Regions from separate parts of the Pan troglodytes genome. Here region 2 is linked to region 1. A link is a contact called in public HiChIP or PLAC-seq data. All regions are on one chromosome and are shown on one strand. Each heading gives the region's core, a stretch centred on a gene start, on an enhancer-like site or on the middle of the called end of the contact. The rest is flanking DNA. Distances are from core to core; before and after follow the strand shown.

Region 1 (6,533 bases), core at 1,626-4,125:
AGAACCAAAAAAGTAACAGGAGTGTTCACAATTTAGCTATGAGTTCAGACACACACTTAACTGAGAAGTGTGTGTCTCCATGTAATCCTGGCAAACACACTACCAACTGACATTTCAGTCCACCTGCAGAATAGACAGACAGCAGAAGAATTTACTCAACACATTCATGATTACCAAATGGCAAACCTGAAGCCTCCTGCAATGCAAAACGAAAATACGGCTCTGCACCAATAAAGTTATGTTCTAACAAAAATACTTTATTCCATGGTTGTGTGTTCCATTTCTGGGACTTCGCTCTATTTCAATGATATTCAGGTTTCGAGAGTAAAAAAAACGCTGGAAATGGGCAATCAATAAATTTCTTTCAAAAACCAGAATACTAGAAGGGAAAACATTTCAGCCACTCAAAGTTTTGTGGTGAAATTATAAACTCCAGAAAAACTGAATTTATAATGGAAATGCTGACAGACCTTTCAGTGGAGCAGTTTGAACGCAACACTGTAATTTGGCAATCTCTCTTACAGACTAAAGACTAATTCTAACAAGATGTCATTTTGACTCACGTTTATTATTACCTGCAAGAATGAAAAACGCCGTTTACTCGGGAGGTGCCCGAGAACAAGGGTGGGGCGATCTCACATTTTAAGCAAGACGCCCGCTGCCTTACCAAAATAGCCCTCTCCGCCAAAGGAGGGGCAGCCTTTCACGCTCAGCTTCTTTCATGTCAGCCCGAGCCTTTGCAGCAAGACGTGCCTTTCCTACATGTTACATTTTAATGATCTGAGAAAACCGTTATCAGCGTTAACATCTCTAATTTTACTCTAAACAGACAAAAGCAAAATATCTCATTAGGCATCATCTCCGCCAAGGTTCCCACTAGGCAGGAAAGGATTTTTATCTAAAGTAATTACCCTTTTTAGTTAAATACACTCAACAGATGAAATTTACACAGGACTGCAGCACTAGACAGCGAAGGTGAAAACCAGGAACGCCGGGTCTCGCCGCCCGCGGGCCCGCCGGGAGGCTGCGGGTCCGTCTCGCGGGTGGGGCGCCCCGGTCCCTCTCATTTCCTGGAGGCCACGGGTCACGGCGACGGCGGTGACTGGGAGAGCAGGCTGCGAGGCGCGCCTCATCGGGCCACAGACAAACCACCCCGGCAGCGGCCGCGCCGGAACTTCCCTCAAGTTGCCAAACTCGCCTACGCGCGGGAGAGTGCTGGGGATGCCCCACGCGCCCGCGACCCCAGAAGCCAGGAGTGTGCCACCCCTTCACACACTCACTCCCGGCCCTGCACGCTTCCCCTCACGGTCCGAGTTCCTGCAAATGCTTGGCCAGACCGAGGTCGCCGAGATGCTCGCTCCAGTCTCTCCCCTCGTGGGCACCTGGGGTAGCCCGTAAGCGCCGCCCGCCACCTTCTCCAGCGGCGCCGGGCTCCCGAACACCCGCCGGGTGAGCGAAGCACAGCGGGGCCACGGAGCGCCTCGACGCGGGGACGGGGAGGGCAGTGTCCCCTTCATAAACCAGTCTCCTGGGTGAAGCTTCTGGGGCTTGGAGACTGGGGTGTAGGGGGTGTGTGTATGTGTGTTGCACTTTGACTTCATGCAGGATCTGTGGGAGAGGAGGTGCAAGGTTTCCCTCTCAGAAGCCTGGCGCCCTTAGGTCTTAGCTACGCAGGACGCTTTCCGACAACCCGATCTTTCGCTAGGAGAGATTCGATCCAGGTCTGCGCCGCGAGGCCCCCAGCTCGCCTCTTCCTGCGACCCTAAACTTGGGCTTTGATTCCCCGCCGGTCGCGGTGGTCCGGGCCACCCGGCGGCGGCTGACAGCTGAGCGCAAAGGCGCCGCGGCCAAGGTCCTCGCGGAGCAGCCCGGGGCGCGCACGCCGGGGGTTAAGGAGGAGGCCGCCCGGCCTGGGGCCGGGATCGCAGGCTGGGGGCCGGGGGCAGGGCCGCGGGTCTGACAGCTGCTGCGGCTCGCGCGGACGCGCGCCTCCTGCAGCCCGCCCTCCCCATGCCTGACTTATTACCCTCTGCTCCTCCTCCCCCTGCTGTTCCAAAACACCCTTCGACGCCAGCAAAATACAATGCGCCTCGGCCGCCGTAAACAGCCGGGCGGGAGAGCACACATTCGGCGCGGCGCGGCCGCCGGCTCGGCTCCCACCCCCTTCCCGTTCCTAGAAAATGCCATAAAAGCGGGCAGGGCGCGGGGAGGGCGGCTGCGCGCCCGGCGGCCGGGGCTCCCTTCCCGCGCCGTTTCCCCACGCCTCCCCGCCCGCCCCGCGCGCCCGCTCCCCCCGCAAACTTGCCCCGCCACCCCGCCCAGCGGCGGGGCCCGGGGCCCGGGACTCACCTCGCCGGAGAACTTTGCGTCCTTTTCCGCCTCCTCTTCCCCGCGTCTTCCCGGCTCGCAGCCCCCTCCCGGCAGCCGGCGAGGTGGGCAGTTCGTGGGTCACCGAAAGCTTGCGGAGGGGACGCGCATCACATGGCAGCTCGTTCCCAGCCCCCCGAGTGCGCCGGGAAGGGGGAGGGGAAGAAGGGGCGAGGGGAGGCCGGGGGGAAAGCGAGAGCGGGGCGGCGGCGGGAGTGGGCAGGCGGGGTGGCGAGGGCGGCGGCCGCTCACGTTAGCGCTGTGCGACCGCAGCCCGGGCGTGCACGGCCGCTGCTGCTGCTGCTGCTGCGGCTGCTGCTGCTGCTGCTGAGGCGGCGGCGGCTCGGCGCTGTTTGCTCCGCGCCGCGCGGCTTGCGTTCTCCCCGGAACGCCCACACTCTCAATCGCTACATTGTTGACATTCGGCGCTGACGTCACCCGCTCCCCATTCACAATAACTTTACGGGAGCCGGGCAGCGCACCTCCCCGGCCGCTGGGGCGCGGTACGCCCGGCGACTAGCGTAAGCCGCTCCGCGAATGGCGCTCCGGGGGCTGGGGCTGGGGCGGGGGACGGGGGCGGGCGCGCGCGCTCCGCTGGCTCGCGGGAGGGGGCGCGCCTCATGCCGCCGCAGCAGCAGATCTCCCCGCTTTGTGCGGCCGCGCGGCCCGGAGAGCCCCCTCCTCCCGGCCCGGCTGACCGCCCCGCTCGGCCTGGCCTTCCCGGCCACGAAAGACGAGGGTTGGGGGCATAGCAGGGTGAGAGTAGTGGTGAGGGCTGGTGTGGCACGTGGGGAGGGGGCCAGAGCCCTAGGTGCTGCACCTGGGGAAGGAGAGCAGACATCGGGACCGGGGATCCCAGGGTTAGCTAGCGTTTTCCTGGAGGGGCAAGAAAAGATGCTCCACTGGCCCCCACAAAGCTGACCGGACTCCCTTTTGGGTGGGGACCGGGCGAGTAAAAGCAGCCTTTTGAATGTTGACTTCTCAATCCTTTTCAGGAGGCCCTCCGCCTGCCCTACTGAGCGAACCTTTAAGCCCCCAAGCCAGTGTTTTTGAAAAGAGCGTGGTCAATTTCAGGAGGACATTAAAAGCCAACCTCCCGGGCTTCAGCCCCAGCTCCTACTGCCTTCCAGCCACTCTCCCTTGCCTTTCCTTTCTGCGGCTCTTAGGGTGTTGTTGCTTCCCTTAAAGGCCGTCGTGTGAGTGCCCTGTCAGAAGAAAGCTTGGTGGTGGTTAGGATTTTACAGAAGGTAATTAGGATTTAGGCTGAATGTACATTTGCAATAAAATAAGTTTGTGTTAGTGTTGTGCTGGTGCCTGCAACTTTACCTCTTGCCAAGGCCAGAAAATTCTGCCACGTTTCCCTAAACACCTATAACTTGGCCCTCTTGTGTACAGGCAGTATTCCATATTATTACATGTGGTGCTGATTTTTAATGAATATTATAAAAGTTTGGCTCGCTCTACTGAGAGAAGGATCATAAATCCCCCCTGTAAAACGGGCACTGGCGTATGCTGAGGAAGCAGTGAAGCGTCCTGGGAGTCTTGTGATATCATCTGAAGTGTTGCTCTGAACCACCTTCATTTGAGGGCAGAGTTTTGCCCATTTGGAATGTCTGTGTGGAAAGCTAAGTGATGGCTGAAAGCAAGCTGAAGGTGCTGAGCTAATTTTTCTAACAGCACTGCAGAGTCCCTGCGTGGAGGTCTGGCACGGGACTGTGAGATTTTCTCTGCTAACCGACCCGGCCTTCAGATAAGGAAAAGTCCTAGAGCTAGGAGTAGCCCTCAGTCTCCTGACCTCTGGTCTGGTGCCCCCTAGGACAAAACACCCTGCTTCTGAGGTCCCTGCCTGACCCCTGGCAAGGACAGAGTACTAATTCCTGGTCTGCCCTGGCCAGGCCGTTTCTTATAGTTTTATGGATGGTTCTGTTTCGCATTCCTCATTCTTGTAAGTATGTGTTTGTGAGATAACTTTACGCATTTTAGTAGCAGCAATAAATGTTTTTCTCACAACAAGGGATGCTTGAGAGCATCCGTATGAGAGTGGTGTAGATTCATTTATTTTCGAGCAAGCGGTGGCTGCCCAGCTGTGAGTGGAGTTGGGCACATCAGCGTAGGGGTGGTTGAGGAGGGAAATGAGGCTGCCAGCTGATCTCCCACCTCCATTCTGGATTCTACAAGCTGATCTTGTCAGATGGATACAACAAAGGCTAACAGGTCATTTCAGTTAGTCTGCTTGCCCAAAGACTCAGACTGGAGCTTTTTCACTTTGAGATTTTCAAGCATGAGGTGGGACATTAAACAGAGATGAAAAAACCTAAAACACCTGTGATAGGTTGCATCATCCAGTCATTCAAGGAGGCTGAATTAGGAGTAGTTAGCCTCTCAGGTTACATCCAGCTCTGCAATCATGCACCTCTGGCTGTAAGACGAAATCTTTGCTTTGGATAAGCTTTGAAGTCTGGTAGTGAGTTCATTTTTCTGCTTTATTTTCGGTAGTTAGAAGTGGGTTATTTGAATTCAAGCCTGAAAAATACATTCAGAATTGTGTGAAATTAAAATGGTAAGTCAAGTACTAGACACTCATTTAACAGTACTGCTGCAGAGGTTGGGCTGTGGACAGCCTTAGCACCTCCATCATGAGTTTGCATGGCCACTCCTGGGCTTGTGCTGCTCTGGCAATTTAGGCGTTTACGATGTGAAACAGATCCAGGTCCTTCCCTCTGTATAATCATGGCAGTAAGTTGAGTGGAGGTCAATTTATTTCTCATGCCTGGAGCATTCAACCTTTCCTGATACACATTTTTTTCCTACATAATTACACGTGTGTGTTGATCCAGAGCATGGGCTTTGTCTGTGATTCATTTCTAAGCATGATATTTCCAGGGACAATAAATCATGGCATTGAAACAAATAAACTTTATTTCTATAATAGAAATCTTCTTGATTGTAGAAAATAAAACAGGAAAAATTAAAATATACAGGAAACAGATGAGGAAAGGAAGACAGACTAAAGACATGGGCAGTTCTTGAGCCTTTGATTTTCTTGCTCTCCAGCACCCTGTACAGGATTTGATGATGTTGAGAAAATATTGTATTTTTTCTTAGGCAGAACAGTAGACAGAATTTCAAATGTGGTACCTTGAATAAGGCATGGCAGGGCAAAGTTAACATCCAATGAAATCTGACAAAAGTGAATGGAGTGGGATGCTGTAGGGGTTTCTGCAGACAAGGAACATGTCCTGGCCTCAACTCCTAAAGGATCACTCTGCTGGGTCACGGGAAGTACAGGAATGGAAGCAGAGAGACCAAGTAGGAGGCTATTGAGATAAGTCAATAGAGAGGTGATGGTGATTTAAACTATTAATAGAATGCTAGAATGACAGCCATAAATGGAATCCAGATATATTTTCAGCATAAACCGGACAAGATTTGTTGATGATTCCATTGCAGGATATGAGAGAAGAGTCAAAGGAAATTCTGAATTTTGGACTGAACAGCTTATTAATGGAGAGTTCATTTATCCAGGCGGAGCAGGTATGGGGGAAATGCTGAAACATTTGGTTTTGGATATAGTACATTTCAGATGTCTATCAGACATCTAAGTGGAAAAGGTGAGCAGGTAATCAGACATGGGAATCTAGAATTTAGGGGAGAAGTCCAGACTAGAGATAGAAATCTGTGTGTCATCAACACAGCAACTGGAAACATGGGTGGAGAAGAGGAGCAAAGAGAAGAAGTCTAAGGTTTAAGACCTGGGGCACTCCGACATTTAGAGGTCAGCAAGATGAAGAAAAGAAGATCCCCACAAGGAAGCTGAGAAGCTTCCTTGAGAGAGAAAGGGGCCAGTTCATCCCAACCAACAGAAGGAAGGGCAGCACAGGTGGGGAAGTGCAGGGAGGCTGGAATATCATGGTAGGAAGTATGAGAAGCCATTGTCTGAGGAATTCTGTTTTCTTAGTGGAGTAAGAAGATAGACCGTTCACTGATAGTGGAGGAGGGAAGGATAGATTTAGGGGATAGAGAAAAGGTGTGAACCAGTGCCAGGGATGTGGCAGAATTGCTGGATGGCACAGAGGACCTTGGGGGCCCACTCCTGGGGGCTTTCTGGACACACCACTGCCAAGAAGAGATTTCTCATTGTACAAAATCTCACACAAGTTTTGAAA
Region 2 (6,533 bases), core at 1,863-4,362, 100 kb after region 1:
TTTAAACTGTTACACAATTCCAAAGAAATTTTCAAATGAAGTAAAAACAAAACTAAACATAAATGAAATTTAAAATAATAAATTCTTATTTCTTTATATTATTTTAAAAATTAAAATGATTTATTATTTTAAAATAATAAATTATTATGTGATTTTAATATTGACAGATGAGGTTTTATTGAGAATAAATTGCCTCTTGCAATGGGAATATGGTGTTGCCTACTATGATATGCATTCTTTTCAGTTCAATATTTATCACTGTAGGCTTTTGGAGTGACTCAGTTCTCCCACCCATTTTCTCCATTTAAACTCCTGAAGATCCATCCTTGCATAGCACATTGTTATAGCATTTGGACTTTACTTGGTGCAAGCACATCATTTATGTATCCGAACTTCTTCTTTTCTCTTTTAGCTCTGAAGTTCAAGTAGTGTTATTTGACAATGATTTGATTATAAATACTCAGGCAAACACAAACCCTGAAATCATATGGCATTTCTTGCTCATAATAAAAATGACTAATAGCTATAAGCTGCTTAATATAAGCCAGACACTGTTCCAAGTGCTTTATGTGTTTTAATCCATGTAACCCTCATTGCCGCCTCATTGCATTGGGGTGCAAATGAAGTCACTCCATATGCACATGAGAAAACTGAGGTACTGAGAATTTCCAAGGTCACAGAGCGAGTAAGGGGCAAAGCCAGGATGTAAACTTAGGCAGCCTGTTTCAGAACCAAGCTCTTAACCACTGCGCTCTACTTCGACAGGTAATTGTAATCCAGAATATGCTTACTTTTTTTATGAAATATAATAAAACTCAAAATTAAACTTTCCCCTAGAACACAGTTAGGGCCTCTTAGAAATCATCCATGAACCCCAACTTGAAAAACAAACATACAATTATCTACTCTTAAACCCATTACTATTTCCAGGAGTCACTACAGCATAGTGTTCTTTAATTCTTTTTTTTTTTTTTTTTTTTGAGACAGAGTCTTGGTCTGTCACCCAGGCTGGAGTGCAGTGGCGCGATCTCGGCTCACTGCAACCTCCGCCTCCCAGGTTCAAGCCAGTCTCCTGCCTTAGCCTCCCAAGTAACTGGGACTACAGGCACGTGCCACCACACCTAGCTAATTTTTTAATTTTTGGTAGAGACGGGGTTTCACCATGTTGGCCAGGCTGGTCTCAAACTCCTTGTGATCCACCTGCCTTGGCTTCCCAAAGTGCTAGGATCACAAGCGTGAGCCACTGCGCCTGGCCTAATTCTTTAAATTATAAAAATATATCCTAATTTTATCCACAATGACCTCAGTTAACCATAAGGTATTTTCTAAGGCCATAGAACTATATTAGATAATTGATATGAATCCTTGTTAGTAATCAAGATGATAAAAGATATGACACGTAGACACATTGAAATGTAAATATTTATACTGTCTTAACAAGCAAGGGTAATCAACTACAGATAAGGCAGGAGTCAGTGTCATTGCCTCTGATAGGAATCAGGATGAGGATGAGTATTCTGGGGTGAGTGGGGTAAGCTCTGAGAGACAGTAGGAGACTAGTGGTTGGCTGGAAACTTCAGAGGAAAGGCTGGGTGCAGAAACCCACCCAAGTCCCCCCTCCCTGGGAGTGGCCACTGGCAGAAACTCCTGGAGACAATGATCAGAAGTTGTAACTAACCTGGACTTGAATGAAAGGTTTCAAGAAATCTGGGGGTAGCAGACTGGGAAGATTCAAGAAGCAGGCATAGAAAAACATCTGAGCCTTTTGCCCTTGATATATATATATATATATATGAATACTTACTTCCTCCATTTACATATATAAAATTATATATATATATGAATACTTACTTCCTCCATTTACATATATAAAATTATATATATATATATGAAGATTTCCTCCATTTAGGTATTTGTTCAAGTTTCTTTCTCATTTGTCTATGTCTTCAACAGGTTCATCCTTATCATTGCTATCTACTTGTCTTAGATTGCAAATGAAGACAAAGTAGGGAGCACGTAGAGCTTACTCTATACATCACAGTACAGTAAAAGACATCTAAAGGGCTTTTGAATGATGAATTATTCAAATTTATTTACTTATTGTGCACTTATATAAAATTCTTTTTTTTTCTTTGAGACGGAGTCTCGCTCTGTCACCCAGGCTGGAGTGCAGTGGTGCAATCTCGGCTCACTGTAACCTCCACCTCCCGGGTTCAAGCAATTCTCTTGCCTCAGCCTCCTGAGTAGCTGGGATTACAGGCTCGTCCCACCATGCCCAGCTAATTTTTGCATTTTTAGTAGAGACAGGGTTTCACCAGGCTGGTCTCGAACTCCTAACCTCAGGTGATCCACCCGCCTCAGCCTCCCAGAGTGCTGGGATTACAGGCATGAGCCACTGCATCCAGCCAAATATATAAAATTATTTGTGAGCTATGAATGGGTGGAAGTATGAGTAACCTAGGGTCTGACTGTTTAAAAATTTCACACAGTAAGATAATGAAGGGTACACATGAATGGAACAGATAGTAAGGCCTGCCACTGAATAGTAGCAGTAGTAGCAGTACTAGTAGTAGTAGTAGTAGTAGCAGCAGCAGTAGCTAGGCTCTTGGGTTGTGGGGTAGAGCCAATTCCAATCTCAGCTCTATGAACCACTGTTTGGGTGTTCTTGGGCAAGATAACCTCTTCTTATCTATAAATGGGGATGATGATGATGATAGTAATACCTGTATCATAAGGTTGTTATGAAGACTAAATGAGACGATACATGTACCATGTTTAGCATGTCTGCTATGTAGAATCTAGCTCATCAAATGTGAACCTGCAGCTGCTGAGGCTCTGCTAACAATAACCGTGTCTGAACAAGGGTGCGCTTTCCAATTCGATTGTGCCAGACTCACTACAGGATGTAGAAGGTGAGGAGAGAAACCCCGCAAGAGACATTAATTTGGTAGTGCCTGGGGTCAGTGTGTGTGTGCACCACTGCCCTCTACTGGAAGCAGTTCCCACAGATTTCTAAGAAATACCCAAGTGATTTTAGCACTCCCTTGTTTCAACATCCTGTAGTCTCCTTTGCAGAGAGCTTCACAGCCCATCTGAGATAATCTCCCCCCTTTCTGATACTTAGAGGCAGAAAAAATCCTATTGTCTGCTAGCCTCAGCTTCTCACCTGCTTTTAACTAATATGCAGTCTGGACAGGTATTGATTTTTCTGCTTTTCTCTGATTGCACTCATCAGTCATTTTATATTACTGGAGAGTCCATTAGCAATAAAAATAAAGGATGGATGTTACAAAGCCCATTAGAGAAACTTGCTCTCTGTATCTTTGGGACCAGGAAAACAATTAAAAGCACGTCATCTTATAAACATTCTAATAGAATTATTAGAAGGGTGAATAAACCCAGGATGTGATTACCAAGGGATGAAATGAAATCCTCCTTACTAGTCAACTAGAAGGGATTGCCCCGATGTTCCATAACACTGTAGTATGTAGGTGAGATGAAAAGATTAAATACTAGAATAAAGGACCATTACACAACAGAGATTCAGCTGTAGGCTCCCGCATAAGTGAATTTCAGGGCTATGATGAAGAATCTGAGACGAGAGAAAGGAGGTGTTTAAATATAAAAGAAAGAAGTGACTATCCAATTCTGACTTGGAAATGTAGGTAAGTTGATGAAACAAAGCCATCACTTCACTAGGTTGGGTCTAACTTGCTTCCCTTGTGCAGACAGTCACTGAAATTCTTAGTGAGAAATGGAGAATAAAGCAGGACCAGACTCCAAGACTCTGATGCTTGTTGCCTGGAGAATGTAACTGATGCTGCTGCAGGTCCTCATGCTTCCTGGGTTGGCATGAGCTATGGATGTGAGTGACTAGCATCATTCTTGGCACAGATTGGTACTCAAATATGTTAGTTCTCTTTCTCCTTTCCCCACTGGTGGGAGGATGCATAGAATCAATGATTTTGAGAAGCCCATATTTCCAGTGACTATTACGCTGCATTTAACTTAATTTCCTTTTATTTTCATTAGCTTCTAAGTGTAAACAGTTTTCACATTAAGGGCTATTTGGACGTTTATTCTCTTTAGATGATCATTGAGTATATATTAAGTTGCTTGAGTCTCTTTGGTCCAGAAAGCTATAAATACTTGCAAAAAAATCGTGTTATAGGTGGCAAATTTTTTTTCAACTTTTATTTTGGGTTCAGGGGGTATACGTGCATGTTTTTTACTGGGTAAATTGTGCGTTTCTGAGGTTTGATGTACGAATGATCCTATCACCCATGTAGTGAGTATAATATCTGATAGGTTGTTTTTCAACCGGGGTCTCCCTCCCTACCTCCCACCTCTGGTAGTCCTGAGTGTCCAGTGTTCCCATTTTTATGTACAGGAGGCAAATTTTATGGTTTTTTTCTCTCCTCATAACAAGACATCAAGTTGTTTGGCATTGTACTAGGTTTTTCTACTGATTATAAAGTTGCTACACTATGTTCTTTTCTCTAGATTGTAATTTATTATCTGTAAGTAGTATAACAGTAAATACTGAGAATAATTTTTAAAATTAACAATTCCACCTCTCTTATATATGAAGTATTTACATTTTCCATGTTCTTCCAATCTTTATCCATGTGGATGTTTACTCTTTATGTAGATTCTTGCATTTTTTAATTTGATGTTATTTTACATGCATTTTAATGTTACTTCATGGTAGCCATAATTACAATTTTAGTGGTTGCAAAATATTTCATTAGATATATGTCTTAATTTACTTAGTAAATTATCTATAGAGGCATTAAAAGTTTTTACCATCAAGTTTTTAAAAACCACTATAAATAATATCATCATGGTTATAAAAACAGATCTCTTTATCCACTTAAATCTCAGTATTTCCTCTGAATAAATTTCCAGGAGTTGGATTATGATTCCTGATGTACATGGCTAATTGTTTTCCCAAAAGATTGTGTTATTTTGCTCTGCCAAGAGCAGTGGATGAGACTTCTCTTGCTTATCCTCTCAACAGCATTTGATACTGCTGACCATGCCTGCCTTCTACAAATACTCTCTTCCCCAGGGCTCCCTAGGTGCCTTTCTATTCTAGTTTTTCATCTACCTCTCTGGCTATTCTTCTTTGATCTTCTTTGTCATCCCCTCTGCCTCTATCTTTTTCTTCAATGTTTGTGTCCATCAGGGCTCAGGCCTGGGCTGTTTTTAAAGCTTCCCTTTGGAATATCTCATTCCCTCTACAGTGGATTTAATTACTGTATCACTGGTCATGTGATATCCTCTGCACATCAGACATATATCTCCAAATGCCAAGTGGGCGTGCTGGTCTCCCTGTCTCCAGTCTTGTTCCCTCAAAACCATTCTTCATAATCCAGGCAGAGTGATCTCCCAACACATAAGTTGGAGCATGAAATTGAGATTCCGAGACGAGAATCCCAAGACCCTTTATGGGATCTGCCTGTCCCTCTTGCTGCTCTGTGTCCCACTCCACTCTCCTGCCCTTTCCTTGTGTGTGCCATGACTTCTTCTTACCTGTCTTCCTATTCACACTCTTCTTCCAGCTCTTTGTCTGACTGACTCCTACTCATCCTTCAGGTCTCAGAGAGGCCTTTCCCGACCACTAGGCAACTTAGCTTTCCCTGTTAATGCTCTCCAGGTCCCTTATCCAATAATACCATTTGCTACACTTGAGGCCTGTTCCTGGGTGCATCAATTTCCCAGCACCTCTGGCTTCCCTGTGCATAGGCCAAGCATTATCCTAAGTCCAGCTGATGTACTTAGGAGCAGGTGTTTGCAGAGGCTGTGGTTGTGCACAGGAGCAGTGAGCGCTGAGGGCATATGGACAAGGCACTGATAGCCTCTGCTGCAGTCTACTCCTTCCACTGCCTAAATGCACTCATGTGCCCTGTTAGATTTACGCTGACCCATCCCTGATTCTGCAAGAAGGTGATGGTGGCTCACCCCACTCTCACTTAGTTTTCCTCTCAGTTTCTTAAAAGGAAAACTTTACAGGAGGGGTGCTTGTGGGCTGGTGGCACAAGCTGCCATCCTTGATGCTGCCCTGAGGCCATGGCTAATATTCATCTTCCCAGAAGGCAGCTTTCTGGTCTAGGTTGCTTGCCTGGTGGAATAACCCTGAAATTTACCTCTGAGGATCTGAACTTCTGGTGGCCATGTTTTTGTCAGGCTCCGATTGCCTCTGGTGATTGTGCCTAAAGTTTCAGGAACAGGAAGCATGAATTCCCTAACTCAGTCAGTGGAAGTAATGATGAAATGACCCACTCTTCCCATCTGTTCAAAGTATCTAAAGTATACTGTGTATCTGGAAAGATGACTGGGCCTTTTTGGGGGTTTTTGGATACTCTCAAGCTGGCAGCCTCCAGCTTGTGCAGCATATAAAAAGTACAATGGGTCCTGCAGGTATAGGCCATTGTTGCACTCCCTTGCCATAGGGTGGGTCCCTGGGTCTGAAGCAATGTTATGAGTGATGTGAACAAGTCAGAAGCTCTGAGAGCACTCAGATGGTGGGC

Evidence for each region. HiChIP or PLAC-seq counts read pairs in DNA pulled down with a chosen protein or histone mark.
Region 2: an H3K4me3 HiChIP or PLAC-seq map of stem cell-derived excitatory neurons shows a contact between it and region 1, with 7 times the contacts expected there. The contact joins the enhancer-like site here to the promoter of BACH2 in region 1. A contact is called at or near these places in 4 of 7 Hi-C or Micro-C datasets (blood, induced pluripotent stem cells and stem cell-derived neural progenitor cells), 1 of 1 datasets of contacts at active chromatin or transcription factors (stem cell-derived excitatory neurons) and 1 of 1 other capture datasets (stem cell-derived neural stem cells).

The regions. Positions count from the first base shown.
Region 1 is chr5:102,292,685-102,299,217 of NHGRI_mPanTro3-v2.0_pri, forward strand. BACH2 (BTB domain and CNC homolog 2) reads right to left here and starts at 2,876. Exons shown (of 7, transcript XM_016956004.4): 1 at 2,350-2,876.
Region 2 is chr5:102,395,084-102,401,616 of NHGRI_mPanTro3-v2.0_pri, forward strand. No RefSeq gene overlaps it. Among named protein-coding and RNA genes, the nearest start is that of BACH2, 100 kb to the left of the region's middle. Within about 2 kb of position 3,113, at least 2 of the 24 cell types and tissues checked have an H3K27ac peak or open chromatin away from gene starts, as enhancers often do. A contact at or near this core is called in stem cell-derived excitatory neurons, where this site is marked.